Linked DNA regions of Anas platyrhynchos: region 1 is linked to region 2. Evidence: chromatin contacts called from public Hi-C data. All regions are on one chromosome and are shown on one strand. Each heading gives the region's core, a stretch centred on a gene start, on an enhancer-like site or on the middle of the called end of the contact. The rest is flanking DNA. Distances are from core to core; before and after follow the strand shown. Region 1 overlaps CTIF (cap binding complex dependent translation initiation factor). Region 2 holds the start of SMAD7 (SMAD family member 7).

Evidence for each region. Hi-C and Micro-C count contacts between places; a contact is called where the count stands out from the background.
Region 1: a contact with region 2 is called in a Hi-C map of small yellow follicle, with 2.6 times the contacts expected there. The contact joins the enhancer-like site here to the promoter of SMAD7 in region 2. A contact is called at or near these places in 3 of 8 Hi-C or Micro-C datasets (liver, small yellow follicle and subcutaneous adipose tissue).

Annotation. Positions count from the first base shown.
Region 1 is chrZ:2,399,271-2,402,055 of IASCAAS_PekinDuck_T2T, reverse strand. The region is part of intron 9 of CTIF (cap binding complex dependent translation initiation factor); the gene reads left to right. Among named protein-coding and RNA genes, the nearest start is that of SMAD7, 50 kb to the right of the region's middle. Within about 2 kb of position 1,390, at least 1 of the 8 cell types and tissues checked has an H3K27ac peak or open chromatin away from gene starts, as enhancers often do.
Region 2 is chrZ:2,349,670-2,352,543 of IASCAAS_PekinDuck_T2T, reverse strand. SMAD7 (SMAD family member 7) reads right to left here and starts at 1,606. Exons shown (of 4, transcript XM_038169927.2): 1 at 1,253-1,606; 2 at 1-1,068. The coding sequence starts at 293.

The DNA.
Region 1 (2,785 bases), core at 141-2,640, 50 kb before region 2:
CAAAGACCATTTCCAGTGGGACAGCTCAAAGCTGGATGGCAAAGAGTTGGGTGAGAAGGGTCTCATGAGACAGGCTTCTGCACCCCCCCATCAGCTCCACAGGGGAAAGGTTCCCCAAACACATCTCACCTTTGGTCAACCTCAGCATCAAATGGCTCAGCAGAGCAGATGCTGCTTGTGACAGTGGCCTCCAAAAGGTCTTCTGTTTCCAAGTTCTCACTTGGTTTTTCACCAGATTCTGGACTCCCCTGACGTGCCTAGCTCAGGGCATGCCCTGCATGGCATTTGGTGCCCCATAAATTGGCACTGGCACAGTTTGTTGGGGGGTGCAGGGTCAGCCCGGCTGACACCGGTGGCCAGGATGAGGGAACTGATACTTGTGATGGAAGCAGATTGTAGAAATCCTGCAACTGGCCTTGCTGGGAGGGTGTTCTCTAATTACTCATCCCCCACACCCTCATTTGTGCTCTGCATTTTCTGCATTGATGTCCTTCTGCAGAGAGCCCGGGAAGCGCAGCCCCTAATTTGCGGAGGCTTTTGCTGCCAGGAGGATCCATCCAGCAGGACGTGGGGCTTCCAGGAGGGGGCTGCCAGACCTGGACCCCTACCCCAGCGGTGCCGTGAGCCCCCCAGCAGCTGCTTTGGGCGGCTCTAATTAGCTCTGTGCCTTGCAGGAGGAATGGTGCTGTGGCCGTGGGGGGCTCTGTATGTGTTTGGCTGCTCCCCCTGCCCTTCCTGGTGGGCAGAGCTGCAGAGCACGATCCAGCCCGCGTGGTTTGGCGATAAGCAGGGACTGCAGGGCAGGTTCTCCATCCTGCTCGTGGCGTGGGAGTGCTGTGTAAGCGCTTCAGCCTCCCTGCAGCTCCAGCTGGCTCTGGAGAAAGCGGGTGATGAGCCCGTGGTTTATGTGGCTGGGGAGCGTGGCTGGCTCCTGGTGCTCTGCACCAGCTGCATGCGAGCCCCTTGCCATTCAGAGGGAGATGACCAGTTCTCTGTGGCGAAGCCCAGCTGAAATTTTGGGGCCTCTTTGCCCCCTCAAGCACCGCTGCATACCCATCCCATGAGACATCCCTTTGCAAGGACTCCCTTCCCTCAGCAGAGGAAGGAATTGGGGGATGAACGCCCTGCACCCCGTGCCCTCCCCATCCCCCTGGTACCCCCTGCACTCCCAGGAACAGCCCCTCGGGTTTATTTTCACCAAGACATTTAGCACCCATCGCCCAGCGGGACGCAGAAATTCGGGAGCAGGAGCCCTCCCTCCACAGAGACGCCTGCAAAGCTGTTCGTCCGGCACCAGCAACAAAAGTGAGAAGCCTTTCGCAACCGAGGCTGGGTATTATATGACCGGCCGGGCAGATTCTGGCATGCAGCCTCCGCTGTTAGGAAATCGAGCAGACTCTTTGTCTGCTTTCCAGCAGGAACTGCTTCTTTCGCTCGCCCGATATGGGGAACCGGCTGGAGAGCAAAGGGAAGCTTTCTCGCAGCCAGCCCGAGCCTCGAGGGGATGATTACAGACTGAGCAGCACTCACCTGCTCCTTCCCCAGCTCCCTCGCCCGTGCTGGGCAGCCAGGGCTGAAGATTTGTTAGCTCAGAGGTTGGACTAGGTGATCGTGGAGGTCCCTTCCAGCCTAGGTGATTGTGTGATGCCGTGGAAGATGTGGGAACCTGCTGGAGAGAGACCTGGTGGGGCACGGACACATCCCCGCAGCAGGGAGGAGCAGCTATAGATACTTAAATAAATAATAATTCCGGTGTGGGAGCGCTAAGTTAATAGGTATAGCCTGTTTGCATCAAGGTATTTTGAGTAAATATAAATCAGATTACGATTGTAGGGTTTGGAGCATGCAAAAGCCACGGCTGCAGGGCCGTGGTGTCCCTGGTGGCCGAGGAGTGCCCGTCCTGGCACAGCCCTGCTGCTGTGACCTGGCTGTCCCAGGGACATCCCGGCAGAACAGGGAGTGACATCTCCTTTTGTCCATGGGTAAATAAGGCAAGTTTCCCCTTTAGCCAAATCTCTGTGCCTCAAACAGTCTTTGACTCACCCACACGACCACTTTTTGAAGCAGGCAAGAGCATCCCAGCCCCGTGGCTGGGAAGCCGGGGTAAGGAAAGCCCAAAGTGAAGCTGCATCTTCCCCTGGCCACATCCCACCAGGGTCACCCGAGGAGAACGCCGCAGAGGAAGGACAGGAATCAGGACACAATGGGACCTTCCTAATTGCCTCAGCAGTTAGAAAATCATCCCCCAATTTACAGACTGAGTCTGTCTGCGTGAAGCCAAGGGAGGAGAGCATCAGTTTCTGCAGCCCTCTCCCTGTTAGCTTGCTCTACCTCCACGGTTCTGGCTGTAATTTTCATGCTATTTGCTTCACTAACAACTACCAAACAGGAGAGATGAGTGTGTGTTAACTTGCAGCCCCGCTCCATTCCGTGCTCACAAGCCAGTCTCCATTAAATACCCCAGGAACATGTTTTTGGGCTACCGCCTGTTTATATTTCTCCCTGGTGGAAATATATATATTTTTTGTTGGGTTTAAAGTAATCTCATGTTTTGTTTTGTGTTTTTTTTTTTTACAAAGAATCTGTGAACTATTTGTAAGAACTTATCTCAGAGCGTGCGGCTGGGGCTTAGCTAACGTTTCCCAAACAACTCAGCGGGACGATAAACTAGGGGGAACTGCTGCCTGTATTTGGCTAATGTGAGACAAAACCGACGGGCCCCCATGCTCGGGCAGGTGCTGTAACCATCGGCTTCAAAGCAAACAAACCTCTGCCTGCGGGAAGC
Region 2 (2,874 bases), core at 357-2,856:
AGCAGCAGGCAGGGGGTGCGCGCCCCTCCGCGGGACTCCACGGCGTGCAGCAGCCCCTCCAGCTGCCGCTCCTTCAGCCGCTTCAGCACGGCGTGGGTCAGAGCCTTCAATTCCGCCTCCGCAGCCCCCCGGCCGCCCCTGCCCGCCTTGCCGGGGCAGCACCCTCGCCCCCCGCCGCCGGCATGCGCCCGACCCTCGGCCGCCCCGCCGGGCTCGCCCGCCTCCTCCTCGCCGCCGGGGGCACGGCTCCGCCAGAGCCGCCGGACGAGCAGCGAGCGTTTGGTCCTGAACATGCGGGACGAGAGGAGGGGCCCCCGGCTACAAAACGGGCATGTCGGCCGCCGCGCATGAAGGGGCCGGCAGCCGGGTCGCGGCGGGGGGAAAGCGGCGGCGGCGGCGGCGGCGGCGGGGCCGAGGAGGGCTGTGGCATGCGCCAGGCTCCGCGCTGGCTTCCTCCGCCGCCCGCCGCGAAGGGTGCGAGGAAAAGGGGGCAGAAAGCGGAGGAAGAGCGAGGGAGCCGGGGGAGGGGGGAGCCGCCTCTCTGCCTCGCTTCGCCCCCCGGAGAAAAAAAGCGAAGAGGGCGAAAATGCCGCCTTAGAGCGCGGCGCCGCGGCGCATCGCGCGGGGGGAGGCGGGCTGGGCTGGCCGGCGCCGAGCAGCCCTGCGCGGCTGCGGAGCGAGCCTGGAGCCGCGGGGGATCCTCGGCCTCCCCGGGGCCGCGGCTCCCATCAAGCCGCCAGCTTGGGAAAGGTTGGGGGGCGGCGGGGATGCAGAACGAAGGAATTAGGAAGAAAACAGCGAGCCCAGACGGTGGAGATCAAAAAAAATAAAAATAAAAAAAAAAGGAAAAAAAATAAAAAATAAAAATAAAAAAACAACCACCGACCCTAAGATTCGGCCGTCGGAATCGATTTAAGCATCTGTCACAAAAGAGAAGAATAAGCGCATCCAGAGTGTTGTATCCCTTTTGAAAGCCCAGGTCGTCCTGATGCGGGGTTTTGGGGTCTTCCTCCTCCTTCTTCCCGAAGGTTTTAATCCACACGCACACGCAGAGTCTTGATCCGGCTGCTACGAAAAGAAAGAAAGAAGAAAAAAAAAAAAAAAAAGTGGGGCTGTGTCCCTCCTTCCCCAGCAGCGTGCTGCCGGCGGCGAGAGCCGGGCGGCGCTGCCCGCCCCCCGCTCCCCTCCGCTCCCCTCCGCGGGCACCGGGGGGGCCGCCGCCACCCGCCGCCTCCCCCGGCGCCGTGCTTACATGGGGACCCTCTCCGTGCTGCCGCCGCGTCTGGCTCTCTTTTTTTATTATTATTATTATTATTATCCTTTTTTATTTTTTTTTTTCCTCCTCTCTCCTCCTTCCTTCCTTCCCCTCCTCCTTCTCCTCCTCCTCCTCCTCCTGCTTTTTTTTTTTTTTTTTTTTCCTCCTCCTCCTTTTTTTCCTCTTCCCTCCGCTGGCTGCAAAGAGGCGCCCTCCCCGCACCAGCGCCTCCGTCTTCCTTTGCTGCGGGGGAGCCCCGGCGGCGCGGAGCCGGGCGCGGCGGAGCGGAGCGGAGCGGAGGAGCCGGGAGCGGCGGTGCCTGCGCCCTCGGCCGCGCCCGCCCCCCCGGTTCCCCCCCCCTCCGGCGCCTTCGCAGTGCGCAGCGGCACGGCCCCGGCCCGGCACGGCCCGGCCCCGGCCCCATCACGTGGGCGTCTAGACACCGTGTCGCTCCGGGAGAGGAAAAAAAAAAAAAATTATATATTTATATATATATATATATATATATTTATCTCCGACCGCCTTGCGCAAGCGGCGGCTCGGGTTGCCGAAAGGTTGTGGCTGTGTCGCGCCCCCCCCCTGCCGCCGCTGTGACTCTAGGATGATGCTGCCCCCCTCCCCTCCTCGCATCGGGAATTTGGGGGTCCCTGTGGGGTCGCGCTGCAGCAGCCCCCCACCCTCCGACGCCTCTCGGCACACAGCCTGGGGGAGCCCCCGCAGGATGGGTGTGCCCCAGACGCTGTAAACGTTGGAGCGTGAAAAGCAAGCCATAAAAAAAAAAAAAATATATATATATATATATATATATTTATATATTTACATCTCTGATCCTGGGCATCGGAAGGGGGCACAGCACGAAAAGCAATAATGCTCGTAATGCTTTGCACTTTTACAGCACCTGCCACCAGAGGAAGGGAAAGTATTTCGTAGTGGGTATGTTCCAATTCCCACAAAATGAGGGGCAGGAATTCGTAGCACGGAGCACGCTGATGATTCCTGCCACGGGGATGGCTTGCAGGAGGCGTTTCTGGCAGCCAGGGGTGCTCCACAGAGCCCCCATCCTGATTCTGCCTGCAGGAACCTGCCCAGGATGGGGAAACTGAGACACCAAGAGGCTGCGAGGCTCGCACCACCCTGCCCTGGTGGCGGGGAGCCGGGGAGCCCAGCTGGGCCTCGCAGTGCCCCGCACCACGAGCCCCCAGCCCCAGCGAAAAGGGAGCAAGGAGCTCCCTTTTCGGGTAATAAACCCTGGTGGATGAGTTGCTTCAGGTCACGCAGTAAGTCAGTCGCTGCGCTGGAAGTAGGAGCCGAGACTCTTAAATCACGGCTGCTGCAAGCAAATCCAATTCTAAAACAATTGTGCCCAACCAAACAAGACAACAGACATCAAGCACCGGGGACGCAGAAGGAGCTCCGTGTGCCGTGCAGGCAGGGTATTCCCAGGGCTGCCGCTGCTGGAGGCCTGCCTTTGGTGCAGGCAGGAGCACGGGGATAATTGTAGAGCCGGGTCCTGCCCCCAAAGGCCAGTGAGACTCCAAGGGGGCCTGCAGTCGCTCGTGGCATTTGCAGAATCTGGATCTAAACCAGTTAGAAAGGGTCTGGATTTTGGGGGGCAGCCT